Regions from separate parts of the Mus musculus genome. Here all the other regions are linked to region 3. A link is a contact called in public promoter capture Hi-C data. All regions are on one chromosome and are shown on one strand. The core of a region is the stretch at or near the end of the contact, and the rest is flanking DNA. Distances in the headings are between cores, read along the strand shown.

Evidence for each region. Promoter capture Hi-C pulls out the DNA fragments that hold promoters and counts their contacts.
Region 1: a contact with region 3 is called in a promoter capture Hi-C map of erythroid cells, with 16 times the contacts expected there. The contact joins the promoter of Lactb here to the promoter of Plekho2 in region 3. A contact is called at or near these places in 5 of 39 promoter capture datasets (3T3-L1-derived adipocytes, the HPC-7 cell line, HPC-7-derived erythroid cells and 2 more) and 1 of 115 datasets of contacts at active chromatin or transcription factors (pancreatic cancer cells).
Region 2: a promoter capture Hi-C map of erythroid cells shows a contact between it and region 3, with 38 times the contacts expected there. The contact joins the promoter of Usp3 here to the promoter of Plekho2 in region 3. A contact is called at or near these places in 5 of 39 promoter capture datasets (the C10 cell line, erythroid cells, hippocampal neurons and 2 more), 1 of 115 datasets of contacts at active chromatin or transcription factors (fibro-adipogenic progenitors) and 1 of 9 other capture datasets (pancreatic islet).

The regions. Positions count from the first base shown.
Region 1 is chr9:66,974,027-66,977,220 of GRCm38.p6, reverse strand. Lactb (lactamase, beta) reads left to right here and starts at 1,737. Exons shown (of 6, transcript NM_030717.1): 1 at 1,737-2,180; 2 at 2,437-2,503. The coding sequence starts at 1,830.
Region 2 is chr9:66,591,852-66,594,745 of GRCm38.p6, reverse strand. It overlaps Usp3 (ubiquitin specific peptidase 3), which reads left to right and starts at 1,631. Exons shown (of 15, transcript NM_144937.4): 1 at 1,631-1,962. The coding sequence starts at 1,872.
Region 3 is chr9:65,578,149-65,581,349 of GRCm38.p6, reverse strand. It overlaps Plekho2 (pleckstrin homology domain containing, family O member 2), which reads left to right and starts at 1,263. Exons shown (of 6, transcript NM_153119.3): 1 at 1,263-1,412. The coding sequence starts at 1,401.

The DNA.
Region 1 (3,194 bases), core at 488-2,987, 1.4 Mb before region 3:
AAGCATGTCTGTGTGCTTGTCCCTGCAAATCAGAGTGGGCAGCCCTTTCTGCTTGGAGCTCCTCACTGAGCCTTAACCGCTCAACTCCACGAACCTCACAGTGAATGCACGCCTGAAGACCTTGCTTGGAAAACAAGGATCTATTTCTCAGGGGCCACATTTTGGACAGGACCGACGGATGTGTGTGACAAAGCCAGACGCAGCTGGACACCAGACCGTACTCCATAGCTACGCAGGGCAGAGGAAGCGGAGCTCCATGGGATGTGGGCAGAGGTGATGGGGTAGGAGGAGAGAGCGAGCGGTGACAACTTGAGCTGATCAGGAGTGTGGACAGTCACAAGAAGCAGAAAGGGTTTTGGTCCACATGAATCCACCCATTTTGCTATTTGGCACTTATGACGTGAGGCTCCTACCCTCTGCCACAGACTGGGGGACAGGAGCTCTGTTTTCCAGTGGTGGTTGGAACAAACAGTAACTGCGTTTGGAAACTCTGATCTTTCTCAGGCAGGTATTTTGAAGAAAGATAGGGTCACTCTAGCAACGCAGCCTTGAGCTGTGAGAAACTGTGGAAGAGTTTCCTACTCAGGAAGAGAACTGAGAGTAGCCTGGCTAGAGTTTGCTTCAGAGAACAGGACTGGGTGTGGAAGGGCAGCTGTAGCGCCCAGTGGACCCTGGCCATGTAATAATACTAGCTGCAGCTGCATCCATCGCACCACTGGGAAGCTGATTCACCGCCCACGCCTCTGATCGTAGAACCCTTCAAACCCTCTGACAAGAGAGGAAGGCTGAGAAGGTACATTTCTGGGCCATCACCTGACAACTCTGTAGATTTAGACAAATCCCTTAGCCTCCCTTTACTCCAGTTTCCTCATGGAACTGATGTCAGACAACACAACCAATCTCCAGAGCAGTTACGATGATTAATGTTTGCTAGAATGATTGTCACTGGGCAGGAAGGCGAGTCAAGACATAAAATTCTCCTAAAAGAATGAAAAAAACCCACATCAGGTTTGCTTTTTCCCACTTTTGTGTGTGTGCATGTATATACATGCATATTAGCATTTGCCTGAGAACGTCCCAGACTATGTTGGAAACCATCTATAATTGCGCTTCTAACTTTGGATTGAGGCTGGGTTTCTCAATCCGTTACAGGTAGGCGCCATGCCCACTGGGCATTTTCACCCGGATACTGGGGATTTGAATTCCAGTCCTTGTGTTTGCATGGCAAGTGTTTTAACCACTGTGCATCTCAGTCAAACAAAGGGGCGAGTGTTGTTAACATAGGCATAAGGTGGCAAGAGGGTGTTGCTGTGACAGGAGACTTGTCTAAGGATATCATGTGTGTTGTGAGAGAGAAGAAGCATGGAAAAGGAGAGAGATGAGGAGGAGAAAAGGAAAAGAGAGGCTTGAGGGACAGGTAGAAACTAAAGTGGGAAGGAGAAAGAGGAGAGAATCAGAAATAAAGAGAGGGAAAGAGAAAAGAGGATAGAGGGAGGAATGTGGGATGCGAGAGAAAAAGAAAACAAGAGAGGGAGGTTAGAGCTAAAGGGAGAGAAGAGAGAGGAAAAGGAGAAGATAAAAGAAGGAAGAAAGATATGAAAAAGAGGGAGGGAAAAGAAAGCAAGAAAAGGAGGGGTGGAACCAAAGAGGATTAGTAGCCAGAAGGCTAGAAAGGAGACGAGGACCAGGCGCTCGATGCGCTCGTCGCTCACCCACCCGGCCTTGACTGAGAGGTACTGTAAAGCCCCGCCTCAGCCCCGCCCCCTCGTCCCGCCCGCCGCGGGCCAAGCCGGAGCAAGCTAGGAGGCAGCCGGCTCTGCGGAGGCAACATGTACCGGCTCCTGTCAAGCGTGACAGCTCGGGCTGCGGCCACCGCAGGCCCAGCCTGGGACGGAGGGCGGCGCGGGGCGCACAGGCGACCGGGCCTGCCTGTGCTGGGCCTTGGTTGGGCCGGCGGCCTGGGGCTCGGGCTGGGGCTGGCTCTCGGCGCGAAGCTGGTGGTCGGGCTGCGGGGCGCCGTCCCCATTCAGTCCCCCGCGGACCCCGAGGCGTCCGGCACTACCGAGTTATCGCACGAGCAGGCCCTGAGCCCGGGGAGCCCGCACACGCCTGCGCCGCCAGCAGCCAGGGGCTTCTCCAGAGCCATCGAGAGCAGCCGCGATCTGCTACACCGGATCAAGGTGCGGGCCCAGTGGGCGTCAGGGCGGCGGCTTCCGTTTTTCTGACTGCCTGGCCGCGGGCTGACGCTCTTAGGGCTGCTCAAGTAGCAGCTGAGGTCACCGGTCGCGGAGGGGCCCGCCCCTTCCCCTTTAGAGTCCTGTGCACTCCGACGGCCAGGGCAATCGGAGCAGAACCATTGCCCTCCTGGTGGGCGGGACCGCAGAGTGGGCGGAGTCAGTCTACTTTTGAACCACCAGGGTCTTTCTTTTCTCTTAGGATGAGGTTGGTGCCCCCGGCATCGTGGTTGGAGTTTCTGTAGATGGAAAAGAAGTCTGGTCAGAAGGTGAGTTCAGCAGGTAGCCCATTTTGTTATTGGTAAAATAAAATACTGATGTTTTACAGGTTGGAGTTGCAAAAAGTGGCACATTTGTAGAGACAATGTATCCCTAGAATAATCAGGCTGTTTTATTTATCACTGGAAAGTTTAAAATGTAACTAACTGGGCTAGGAGTATAGCTCAGTGGAAGCTCACTTGCTTAGCCTCCATGTGTGAGGGCAAAATAAAGTAAATAATTAAATTGTGTGACTCAAGTACGTGGATGTGTTCAAAATGCTGTTTCTTCTCCCAGTTTACTCTTAAGAATTGGTCTGAAAATGGAATGTAGAACAATCCATTAAATTACCACTATTACATATTAGATAACCCTTATTAGTAACTAAAATGTCAGTTTCTGCATATTTTTATTCTTTCATTCTGTAATTTTTTTATTCCCCACTTCTGTAAAAGGCACTATACCAAGTATTAAGAATACATGATATCCCTGGTCCTTAATGATTTACAGTTTATTATTACATTTACTAGACAGAGTGTTACCTGTTTTGTTTTTAACGACAAGCTTGAAGTGGTTTGGGATGGAGCTCAGTTGGTGCTTGCTTTTGGGTACAAGTTCTGGGTATAATCCCTTGCACCACATAAATCAAAGTGGTATGGACCCATGATCCCATTCCTCAGGACGTAGAAGCTGGAGGATCAG
Region 2 (2,894 bases), core at 382-2,881, 1.0 Mb before region 3:
AAACAAATAGATGGAAGAGACTGAATAGGGTTCAGATACTGTTTATTCTCCTCTCTCGTCCCAAGGAAGCAGTCATCTCCTTTTTTTTTTTTTTAATAAGAAAAACAAACCTTATCTGTTAATTACTACAGGTTAGGAATTCACACAGATAAGTACTGTTTTGCCAGTGGATAGGCGAGGAAAAAGAGTCGAGAGGACTAGCTAAGGTTTGCCATGAAGTACCTGCCAGAGCTGATCTGAACAACTTTCCACAATTTCTCACCATCAAAACCCGTCCAAGCCTTGTTTTGACAGCAATCATATACAACTTGGGGAAGTGGTAGAGTTGCTTGGACTGAGGAATCTGAAATACCACCCTGGGCAGAGATGTCCTAGGTGGGTGGACACTATCAGGCAGAAGGCTACAGGGTGCAGTAGTGGGGTGTACGGAAGTGGCTTAAGGGGTGCTAGAGGCGTGCACTTCAGGGAGGTGCCCAGTGCTAACTAACCACTATCCGGCCCAGCCAGTTAATCATTTCCTGACCTTTCCTTTCCTGCCCCATGGATTGGCACATTGTTCTTCCCTCTCCACTTGCTTGTCAGGGGATGAAGGAAAGAAGCCCCTTTACCAGGTTAAACACCACCAACCAAACAAAGAAAGAAAGCCCAACTTTGGAGGCTAGATTTGTGGGAGCCCCAGATATCCTCAAGGCAGAGAATGTGAGGTGGCAGGCTCTCTACCTCTAGACGCTCCTCCTGTCTTCTTCACTTCTTTCTAGAGAGAGATTTGAAGCGGGGGGGGGGGGGGTGCGGGGGTCCAATCTTCCTAAAGCAAATTATACTCTTGGTTTCACTTTTTGTTAAAAAGGGGACCGTAGCAGCAGCTTGAGAGGGTGTTTTGAGGATTAAATGAGGTGTGGTATGCAAAGTGCCTGGCTGGGAGCCAGGTGGGCTTCTAACAAATGTTACACTGCCTCTTTTTATTACCTAGCACCCGCGACCTTGTACAGCAAACTGGATTATTTCGTTCAACTTCAAGAGGTATAGGTATGAAAATACCCACAATGGGCAGGAGATATCAGTGAGTCATAACGGCATGGCGTGGACCCCGAACACAGGCGTTCCGGTGGGCCCAGCCGTGCAGTATCCCGGTGACACACTCAGGCCAGAGTTCAGAACTCAGAACAGTTCCGGACCCCGCCTGCTACCGGGAGAACACGAAAGTCAGGACTGTTCTGGGCTCTTTGCAGCCGGCTGGGCCATCGAGGGCCACGCCCCAAAAGTCTGTTTCTTCCTGTGTAAAATGGGGCTTCAATGCACGTCGGTGTGAGTGGTTTTCATTTTCCGTACTCTTTGCGGTGTGGTCACATATTCTACCTCGCTGTTGTAGCCAACTCACTGCAGTAGAAGCAGCGGTCCCGACCGCTCTGCCCCGGATGAGTACCCACACTTGTCGGGTTCCCAAGAATCGGCTGCAGCGGCCGGGGGCAGATTTCGGAAAGTCACTTCACATCCCCGTAGGACTTTACACTAGCTGCTAGCACTGGGTGAGCACCAATGCCCCGCCCACTGACTAGTGTGGGGGCGGGGCCCGGGCTGGCCTGGGGGCGTAACCAGCAGGGTGGGCGGGGCCGCCGGAGAAGGCGGAAGCCTACTGTCCCTGGGCGGCGGCAGAACCAGGAGTCCGGATTTTCACGTTCTCCGGAGCGGGGCGCCGGGAGACGGCGGATGGCAAAACCCGGCGCCCGGAAGCCCTTGCTTTCTTTGACGCAAAGGCTCGGGACCCAGAAGCCGCCGTCTGCCCAGTGCCGGGTCAGAAGCGACCCCAGACGGAGCCTCTGAAGTCCCTCCGCCCCAGAGCCTCGGCTGTCCCCGCCGCCGTCCTCGTGGCCATGGAGTGTCCGCACCTCAGCTCCAGCGTCTGCATCGCCCCGGACTCAGCCAAGTTCCCCAACGGCTCCCCGTCGTCCTGGTGCTGCAGCGGTGAGTGCGGCTCTGGGGCTGGCCGGCCGCGCACCCGAGGTCCCGGCTCTGGCCCGGGCCTTGCCGTCGAAGGGCCGCGGGTGCGGGGCAGCGCGCGGCCTCGTTGGGGGGGGGGGGAGGCTGAGGGGAGCAAGCGGGCCCGGCGCGCGGGGCGAGGGGACGCGGCGCGGCGCGGCGGGCGCGGTGGCGGCTCCTTTGTTTCGCGCGGCCCGACGGCCGGGCCGGCTGAGGAGAGGCCCGCGGGGGCCTGAGGCGAGCGCGCAGCGGCGGGATGACGCGGCGGCTCGCACCCCAAGGCTCCGCGAACCTAAGGGCCGGCTCCGCGCGCGGCCGCACGTGTGGCGGGGTCGGGCTCGCGGTCCCCCGTGGGCCGGACAGGCAAAGCGCCGCTCTGCGGGCGCAGCTTTGTCTGGACTGCCGGCGCGCGAGCCCCTTTGGGTTGCGTTTCCTCGGGTTCCCACAGGCTCCTGCCTCCCCCGCAGCCCCTGAGCGGACTGCGCTGGGGGCTGCTCACCTCGGAGTCTCTCTTCAGCCTGTGAGGGTGAAGTTTGAAAACAGGCTGCGGGCTCCGAAAGCTCCGGAGAAGGCAGCCAACAGCTGCTTTGGAGGGGCGGCTCGAGGTTGGGTGTTTTGGGTTTTTTTGTTTTTTTTTGTTTTGCCTTTCGAAGATTGTTCCGAGGCAGTTTTTCGGGTTGGCAGGGATTTCGTTGGGAATTCCCGAGTGCGTGTAAGACACTTCGTAGGTTTATGTTATGCCTTCGAGTTGCTTAAGCGTTAACTCCTTCTGCTTCCTTGGAAGCCCCGGTGCCCTCTCATTGTCTGCCGGGACTTAAGGTCGGACGGGCCACCCGGCTTTGATTACTTCCTGGTAGGGCCCTGGTGCCGACGCTGGTCTTTGTTTATGAGCTTTAAGATTATCACTGGCAGCTTGG
Region 3 (3,201 bases), core at 14-2,513:
CTGGAACTGGAGTTCCAGACAGTTGTGAGCCACGATGTGGGTGCTGAGAATCAAAGCCAGGTCCTCTGGAAGAGCAGCAAGTGTTCCTAACCAATAGGTCATCTCACAACCCCTCTCCACCCTTTAGGTGTAAGGACCAGTTCCAGGCACGAGGGGCAGTGTGTTCCATCCTCTTTCACGTTGAACTGAAAAGGACCTGAGCCCAAAGGCCAGCAGAGGGCAGTGAAAGAGAAGTTTGGTCAACTGATGTAGCTGAGGTTAGGTCACCCAGAGTCAAAACAGATCATCATTAATCTATCCCACAAGCACAAAATTCTGGGTGCTGTAGCATGCAGCACACCTGACTAGGAAAGATAGTGTGTGTGTGTGTGTGTGTGTGTGTGTGTGTGCGCGCGCGCGCGGGATGCTGGAGGTTTGGCTGTGACAGTCACTCTCCGAGCCTGTTTCTTCAAAATAAAAATAAAAGTACATGGTAGAACTTAAAGGGTTTCTTCACTCTCTAGCAACGTGGTCAGGTCAGGGCCGAAGGGAGTTAGGGTGATGGAGTCGGCTCACAACATGAGAACCAGAAAGGGGTTGAACGAGGGAAAGGAGAGCACAGAGTTTGGGATTTCAGAGACCCTCTATTAAGGAACCGAGTCCAAACTTGATTCTGGTCATAAATTCCAAGCTCATGGCCGGCCCCACCCTGAAGTTCCACAGACCGAAGACCATAGCCACTACTTCAAATTGGGGGAAGAAAGGGGACGAGCCTCTTTGTGTACTCATTTCTGAACTGCCCTGGCAGCTGGATCCAGTCCCCCGCAACCCAGGCCCACTGGGTTAGGCAACCTCAAAGGCATCAGCTACCCACTGCCTCCCGGGCTTGCTTGGTCAGCCGCGCCCCCGCCCCGCCCCGCCCCGCCCCCGCCCTGCCCCACCCCGCCAGCATCCCTCGCCTCCGCCTCTGGGCCGGAAGCCCCCTCCCCCTCCGTATCCCCCACCTCCCTAGCCTCTACCCCCTCCCAGTCCTTCTCCCTGCTTTGGTCCGGGAAACCTCTCTCCGCCCTCTTCCTGCTACTTCAGCTCCGCCTAGGTTCTTCCGTCCATTCCCGGAGCTGAAGACAGGCCCCGCCCAGGATCCGCCCTGGCCCCGCCCCTGAACCCCCCACCCGGCCATGCTCCTCACCCAGCTGCGGGCGGGGGCTTGGAGGCCGCTGTATCCCTCCCTGGCCCCGCCCCCAGCCCCCGGAAGCCCCTCCCCGGCTCCAGCCCCGCCCCCCGAAGTTTCTTGGGCCCCGGGCGCCCGGCGGGACAGAAGACAGCAAGCCGCCGCCCGGCTGCGCGTAGATGGAGCAAGCGGAGCCCGCGCAACGCGGGCAGCAGTAAGCGGCGAAGCCGCCGGACCTTGCAAACTCGCCATGGAGGAGGAGGTGAGGGCGAGGGCTGGGCCAGACGGAACAAGAGTGCTGGGCTCGGGTGCTGCCCGTCCTACTTCCACGGGTCTTTCTGCACAGTCCTTCCCTTCAAGCAGAACCTGGACCAATGGGGTAGGGGCGGGATGGAGGTCTCGTCTGCATCCCGCCGACAGCATCCTCAGTTATGTTTTGGGCGTTTCTTACCAACTGGAAACAGTGCCTGTCATGGTTCCCATTGGATTGATGGGGAGACTGAGGCTCTGGAGAGTTGGGTGACTTGCTGAAAGTAGACAGGGTTGCTGTGCTTGAATCCCGTTACACCCTTTCTTGGCTTTCTTTGCCTGCCTCAGCCAGGTCTGCTTCTGAGGTGTGTGTTAGGGGAGGGAAGTTCTTCAGGGTCCTGGGTCACTGTTTTCAAGAAATCTGAGATTGTAACGGAGCCTGATGGCAGGAACGAAGAAATTGCTTTTGTCTTCCTTGTGTAAATATCTCAGAGTTCCCAGTGCTCTTGAGCTGTGTCTATCAGAGGATGTTAGTTGAAGGGTCAGGTCAACTGAGTCTCCCGGTAGCAAGGACTGGATCAGCAACGTCCCTTGGGCCTCCTCTGCCCTCTGCATACAAACTAGATTTTGGCCACATTCTCGTTATCCAAGTATTCAGTATACAGCAGTCACTTATTGCACGAGTAAGAAGACATTCTTATCCCTTGAAGGGCGGGGAAGAAGATGAAGCCTTCCCTCCTGTAGCCACCCAGGCCAGCTGGGGAGCCTTCAGTGAGCTCAGCCATCCGTATTCCTGTCAGTGAGCACTTGCGTATTTCCTGGAGTCACTGCAAGGCTGGCTGTTCCCTCTAGGCTAGACCCCGAGTTTCTGTGAGGTGGTAGATAAGTCACTTCCCCTCTCAGCCCGGGTTTCCTCTTCTATGAAACACAGGGCCTACCCTCCTCCGCTAGACCTAACTGTGGTCCCTGCACTCAGAGTGGGTACAGGTAGGGGTCAAAGTCAGGCCACTATGTTTTGCTGTGGTTTCTTTCCTTGCTGTCATGGCGGCTGCCTGCCCTCGGTTCCACTCCTGCAATGGCTGTGCTCTCTGTCCAAAGCCCCTCCCCGTGCTCCCAGAGGATGTGGGTCAGAATTACTCCATCTCCTGATCTGCTTTGGTCCCCAGTTAAAGGAAGTTCTCCTGGGGCTTCCTGGGCTCAGCAAAGTCAGCCCTGTTCTCCCTCTGGTCCCTAATCTCTAACATGGCTACTTTGTGACTCCCAGATATCAAAAACTCCTGAAGTATCTGGGTCATTAAAGTCTTGTCCATGTTCCTTCCTCCCTTGAACTCCCAGGTCTCACCCACACAGTCAGGGTATCTCTGTGCCTGTCCTTTCTTTGGTACCCCTGACTCTTGTCGATTCCTGCTGATAGAGTTCACGTGTTCGCCTGTGTCTCTGTATCCATCCATCTCTAAAACACCTCTTAATCATGGTTACTTATCTGCCCTTGACCTCAGGCTACCTCATCTCCCTTCACATAATTGTCTTCAGCCTTCCTGCTTTGCACTTCCTGGATGCCAGCCACCCCTGAGGCCAGCCTCCCTTAGCCTCTGTATAGGATATAGGATGGTTGGTCCCTGTCAGGCTGAGGCTTGGAGGAGAGCTAGTTTGGGTTCGAGCATCTGCCTACCTGCGTTTTCTGGTCCTCATTTTCCCAGTTATAAAATGAGAAGGGGAATCTAGAAATTTGATAATGTGTGTACAAAAGCTTTGAAAACCAAACATATCACTGGTGGTGGTTGCTGACTGTGGGGTAAGGT